Linked DNA regions of Mus musculus: region 1 is linked to region 2. A link is a contact called in public promoter capture Hi-C data. All regions are on one chromosome and are shown on one strand. The core of a region is the stretch at or near the end of the contact, and the rest is flanking DNA. Distances in the headings are between cores, read along the strand shown. Region 1 has its middle 39 kb from the start of Gm34097. Region 2 holds the start of Paqr3 (progestin and adipoQ receptor family member III).

What was found. Promoter capture Hi-C pulls out the DNA fragments that hold promoters and counts their contacts.
Region 1: a contact with region 2 is called in a promoter capture Hi-C map of pre-B cells, with 3 times the contacts expected there. The contact joins the enhancer-like site here to the promoter of Paqr3 in region 2. A contact is called at or near these places in 5 of 39 promoter capture datasets (the 3T3-L1 cell line, the C10 cell line, hippocampal neurons and 2 more), 2 of 15 datasets of contacts at CTCF or cohesin (large pre-B cells and pro-B cells), 4 of 484 Hi-C or Micro-C datasets (embryonic stem cells and uterus) and 1 of 9 other capture datasets (embryonic stem cells).

What each region holds. Positions count from the first base shown.
Region 1 is chr5:97,806,074-97,809,191 of GRCm38.p6, forward strand. No RefSeq gene overlaps it. Among named protein-coding and RNA genes, the nearest start is that of Gm34097, 39 kb to the right of the region's middle. Within about 2 kb of position 1,283, at least 44 of the 459 cell types and tissues checked have an H3K27ac peak or open chromatin away from gene starts, as enhancers often do. A contact at or near this core is called in pre-B cells, pro-B cells and uterus, where this site is marked.
Region 2 is chr5:97,109,772-97,113,178 of GRCm38.p6, forward strand. It overlaps Paqr3 (progestin and adipoQ receptor family member III), which reads right to left and starts at 1,825. Exons shown (of 7, transcript NM_001359910.1): 1 at 1,488-1,825. The coding sequence starts at 1,672.

The sequences.
Region 1 (3,118 bases), core at 33-2,532, 700 kb after region 2:
AGAGGGATTCATGGTAAGGTTTAGGAAGAAGAGGAGAGGGCTGGAGAGATGGCTCAGTGGTTAAGAGCACTAACTGCTCTTCCAGAGGTCCTGAGTTCAAAACCCAGCAACCACATGGTCGCTCACAACCATCTGTAATGTGATCTGACGCCCTCTTCTGATGTGTCTGAAGACAGCTACAGTGTACTTATAATAAATAAATAAATAAATAAATAAATCTTTAAAAACAAAGAAAGCGGAGGAAAGGACATGGTAAATAATGTAATTATGTTACATCTCAAGAAATTACTTAGAAATAATGTGATTATTATTGTAATTAACATGGGAAGCATTTTTGAGGAAAAGTTAAAGGTATATAAATATATAACAACTTTTAATGTTCAGAAATCCATCTTTAGAATTCTAACAATATCTCTGCCCTGTTCCTGCTTCTGCTGCTGTGTTTTCTCTATTCTCCAGCCCTGCTATTCTCCCATCTATTGCAGATAGCCTTGACTAGGTCCAGTCTGCTGCCCATGTTCAGTCTACTTTCTCTCCCTGCTCTAGACTCTTCCAGATGTGCCTAAATGTTCTCTCTGTCTCTCTGTATCTCTCGGTGTGTCTCTGTCTCTCTCTCTTTCTCATATATCTACAATAAAAACATCACCTAGTTATCAATAATAACCACAAATAGTAATTCATCAAGTATTAAAGATTATGATAAAATAAAGGCCCTTTACCCCACTCCTCTCTTTAATAGTAGTAAAATAGTAAAAGAGTGGGGGAAATGCCTGCTTCAAAAACAGTAAAAAGATAAAAGAAAAATTCCAAAACATGGGAGAGGTTCCAAATTGAATGGAATTTGTACCAAATCAATAAAGGTTTTTTTGAGGCAACCTCTAATGAGCTCATAGTTCACAACATATAGTATCATTTTAAACCAGCCAGAACAGCTCAATCAATAACTTTCCCAGCAATAAGAATATTGACAGTAGGTGGAAGACTACAGCATACAACAGCAAATGGAGAGGGAAGGGAAAGAATTAGGTAGAACAGATAGTCCTAGAAGAATCAGAGTGCCTGAGCAGAGGGAGAGGCCTTCATTGCTGGGCAAAATAAACAGAAAACAATAGACTCTGGAGTTTCCACAATTTACCCCTAATTCCCACTGTGACTACATTTGGAGATGTAGCTTAAATGAGATCACAAGGGTGTGGCTCTGGTCTGGTATTTCTGGTGTCTTTGAAACAAGACAGAGGCCAGCAGCATGCACTCAGAGAGTAGAGGCTGTGTGAGGACATAGAAATAAGACTAAGTCAACAGAGAAACCTCAGGAGGAAGTAAGCTTTGAAACCTGGAGTAGGGGTGCCCAGCCTTCTGAAGCATGATGAATTAATTCCAACATGTGGTTTTGATTTAGGGAAGCAAAAACAAGCTACTGAGAACACTAAGTCTGAAATTAGCATAAAGAAAATCTATACCATTTCAGGGCTTTCTTCATAGCGACTCAGACCTAGTCTTTGAAAAACATTGAAGGTAGAATACAAGATAAACAGTGTGTGGAAGGATAGTTTTTTGAGGCCCTATAGCCATGGTGAAACTTCATGAGTATACATTTATTTGACTGGGTATGAATAACAACATCTGTTCAATCCCTAAACAAATGTCTCCACAATGGGGGTACTCTTAGAATGGGTACATTTAGACACAAACTTATCTCACATCTAAGCATATATCTAATATATGTTTTCCATTTTTGAATTATTGAGTTTTTCTTTCCCCAATAAAATCCTAAGAAAAAATAATGCCCGGTTTCTAGTTTTCAACACCTCTCAATATCTTTTTAAAATAAAAATTATTGAGTCTGGAGAGACAGCCATAAAGAGTACTTTTGGCTCTTGCAGATGACCCAGGTTCAGCTCCCAGAACTCAAAAGTTGGGTAGTGACCATCTGTAACTACAGTTTCAGATCTCATGCCTCTTCTCACATTATTGGGCTCCTCTATGCATGAGGAGCACAAACATATACGTAAGCACATACACATAAAATAAATGAATATTTTTAAAATAAATAATTCTCATAAAATTCAAATAAGAAGATTTTTTTCTGTTACCTTTAGTGACAATCTCCAGATGTTGAAGAGCTAAGAGCTCTCCATTTTTTTGAAGCATTCGTGCATGTATGAGTGTATGCCAGTCTATCTCTCTAGCCATATATTCTTGTGAAGATTTACAAAAAGCATAGTATAATACATAATTTTCTTTATACTCAATGTACATTAGCAGTTTTCCTTTTCTTCCTGTATAGACCTAATTCTCTTAAATTATTACACACTACAAACCATAGTTAAAGTTGTTGTATTCCTAAAGGGCTCTTGTGTTCTTTTATTTTTCTCTTATAAATATTGTAATGAGCAGCCTTATAGATACATTATAACAGATTATAAGTATAGTCATTGGATAAATGCATGGCAGAAGTTATATAAATTTATGTGAAAAAGAAAGGAAAAATTCCAAAATTCACTCAGACACAAAGAAATAGCCTAACTAGACCCATTTCTAGTGATGCAATGAAGACAGAAGCAAAGGGATTACAAGCATATATCAAATTGCTGACATTTTTTTGTAAATCTGGGTATCCAAACCGATGTCCTGAGGCTTGTATTTCGAGCTCTCTACCAGCAGGCCTTCTCCCCAGACTCACAAGCTAATTTTTACTTTTGTGCTAAGTGATTTAAAAAAATCAAAATCAATTTGCTTTATTCTTATAAACTTTTCAAACCTTTCATTGTAAAAGAAACAAGCAAAATCTATAGAAGGCCAGGAAAGACTCAGATACATTGAAATATGTGGCTTATTCTTAAGTAGAAACCTGAAGTATTCTAAGATGCCAATTGTAAGTTAATCATTGGTGATAGTTGACTTCATTCTCACAAATAGAAGAACAAAATAATCCAGACTTGCCAAGCTGATTTTAAAGCTTCTAATAAAAAATAGCAAATACTATTTTCATGAAGTTTCTGAACAACAAGCAGGGAACACAAGGCTTTTGCATGAGAGAGAATAAAAATTCCAGCTTGATGACTTTTGGAATTGATTCAAGAATCATTAGGTCAGTGAAGTGGAACATTCCGTCAGA
Region 2 (3,407 bases), core at 575-3,074:
CATATAAAACCTCTCTTCACGTGTAAAATCTGTCTGTGAGACTCTTGAAAGTTAGAAGAAGAGAGGCTAAAGGTCCAACTTGGATAAGATCAACATTGTAGGAAGACTATCCCCACAAAAGACAAAGTAGTACTGTCAGAAAAGCTGGGCACTCGTAAATTTTGTTTATCTTCAAAATCAACAGGTTAACTCTTGCTCAAATTTCTGAAGCAGTTAAGAGGCATGTTTGTGAACTTGCATCTGACTCAACAACTCAAGATCTAACGTTTTATAAGTCCTGGTTTCAACTCCTTCAGATTTGGACTCAAGACATCAGAATGCAGAGGAGCACTGCTGGGTGGGTACAATATTCACAGCAGTCCACTTCTGGCCTGTCTCCTCCATCCCCACAGCAGGGCCTAGCTCTGATTTCTTAATTATGTACCAGAAGCACTGGGGAGATAAAGCAGTAATTAAAACTCAAATTGTGACATCCACTTGGTCATCCATTCAAACAAGGCCACAAAAATCCTTTCAAGGCAGTACAAAAAGAAATGGGATGGGGAAAGACTGTGCTGGAGAGATCAATAAACGCACACGTGGCTGCTAGTTGGGCAATTCAACAGCCCACACTGTGGGAAGCAGAGATGGCCACTCCAGTGACCTGGAGGGCTGCACCATGCTTCTGATAGAGCAAAAACTTTAGTACATACAGTGAGGTCTGACAGAAGACTACCCTGAAAACCAAAGCCATTTTTAAAATTTTCTTTTTAAACAGAAGCTTCTGAGACTCTCATTTTAAAGCTCTAAATCAACAAACCCATGTTGTTTGGAGGCTTCTAAGGTGTTCTGTTGGTCTGGCTGTCCCCTTTCAGAGTTCTTTGCTACAGGGTTTCTCCTACACAGCACTTTCCACAATTACTATTATGTAATAGTGTAATTATCCCTTTAGTGTCTGCCACTCAGGCTAGACCTCAGCAGCTTCATGGGAACGAGGACCATGCCTGCCTTCTGCAACTGGTATAGTGCCTATTAGCTAGCAGAGCCTCAATGCGCATTTGGTAGATGATTGAATGAATCAGGGCTTCCCACATACATATGCACAACAATGTGGACCTGTCTGCTATTGAATGGACATTCAGCTGGCCAACACTTCTGAATCCCCACAGAGCTGCCCTAGAAACACAGCTCAGGTATACAAAGCAAATAAGGTTCGGCCTTTGTCAGTAGGGAAGATTCCAACCCATATCCCCAGTGATTACCAAATGGAAAAAAGGATGTAAAAGCGCTTTGTAAACAGCAAAGGGCCAATGGAGAAGGGAACGATGACCACTGTAAATATCATTGTTATTTCGTGGATCAAGGGCCCGCGGAGGAGAGAGAGCAGAAAAAAGATAAAGGGCCCAAAGGTGAGGAATTGATGCGCACAGAGAATAGCGGAGAAAGATGGGGAGAGCAGACAAAAAGCGTGAGAGGAGAGGATGCGCCGCAGGGAGCAGCCACTGTACCTTTTGATACACAGTCTGGAAGGAAGGTAGGCCCGGTAGCCGTCGGTGATGTAGGGGTTGTCTTTGAGGGATACCGGGATCTGTTCATAGGTGTAGAGGCGGATGCCGCGGGGTACCAGGACCGGCCAGTATTGGTAGCTGCCCAGCTCGATGTAGTGCGCACTCTTCAGCAGCTTCTGATGCATGGTTCCCAGGCGCCGGCCCGGCCCCGCCTCCCCGGGGAGGGGGCTTTGCCGCTGGCGCCCCCGCCCCGGAGCCGCCGCCGCTGAGCCAGGAGCTTCGGCCCGCGTCTGCTCAGGCCCGGCTCCGCTACACACACCTCCGCCGCTTCAGCTCTGGACGGCCGCCGGCGTCGCAGCCTGGTCTGACGTCAGCGCGCCGAAAAGCCCCGCCCTCTCCACGCCCCTCGCCTTGGCGGCCCGCCCTTCCTTCGGGCTTTACCAGCAGGACCCGCCTGCCGCCCCGTCCTTTACCTGGCTGGAGAGCCCCCTAGTTCCTCCTTCGCCAGCCAGTCAACCTCTGGCCCCGCCCTACTGGGTGTCCCGCCCCTAGCCAAACCCTCTTAGCCGGTCCACCGCTAGTCCCGCCCTTCTACCCGGGCCGCCCCTAGTCCCGCCCCCATCCGGCCCGCCCCTAGCCCCGCCCTTCTGCTCTGCCCGCCCCTAGCCCCGCCCCTATCTGGCCCACCCCTAACTCCAATCAGGTCCGCCCATCTCCCTTCAGCTTCAGGTGAAAAATCCAAATCCAAGTACGACCAAATCCAAGTGATTCTTTTTTTTCTGTTTTCCATTAGAAGTGATATTTACTGTATTTTGAATAACAAGAAGAGAGTAACAGAAAGGTAAATAATTCAAGCTAACTTACAGCTGGATGGTGTATTGTTGATGAGATACACACAGAAGGGACCTTGGTGTGGATTTTTTGTTTTTGTTTTGTTTTGTTTGTTTTTGACTACTAGGTACATTAGGATTTTTTATATATTATATTTATTAACAAGTTAAGGTCGTATTTAGGACAAGACACATATCATAGTAATTCATATAAATATCTACCTATATACACTGATACAGCTGTGTGAACTGAGGAATTATTTTATGATGGCAAGGTTAAACTTGAAACTTATCTTTAAAGTACGTTTATAAGAGGTAAGAAATGTGATCATGTCTTCAAGGTGAGTCACTACTGAGTGAGAGTCATCTGGTAATTATCTTTGAGTTCAGGGGAAGACCATGAAAATGTAAATATATATATTAAAAGACCATAAATATTTTATTGTTGGACAGTTTATCAGTCGGGAAAGAGACTCATTCTGGATATCACCAATCGTTTTGTTTTAGTTCAAACTGTCTAACTCAGATTTCTTTCTTTTATAGAATACAATGATACTTTATAAAACTTAATGTTTTTCCATATAATATATCCTGATCACTGCTTTCTTTCCCCCATCTTCTTCCAAATCACTCCTACCTTCTCGCCATTGAAATTCCATGCCCTTTTCCTCTCTCTAGAAAACAGACAGGTAGTTTAAAAATAAAACTATGAAACAAATAAAACAAAGGAAAAGCACAATAAACACAAATGTACAGAGATATGTACACATAGAAGCACACAAATACAGACAACTCTATAAAAAACACAAAATCAGAAACCATAATACAAGCAAAAGATCAACAGATAAAAAAGTCCAGCAATGTGGGACAAAACTTTTTTTTTTGGTAAGGCAAAGGACATTGTCAATGGGACAAAATGGCAGACTGGGCAAAGATCTTCACTAACTCTTCATCAGACAGTGGGCTAATATCCAAAATATATAAATATACAAAGAATTCAAGAAGTTAGACTCCAAAAAAACCAAACCAAAACCAAACAAAACAAAAAAACCAACCAACCAACCAAACAACAACAACAAAACCCAAATAG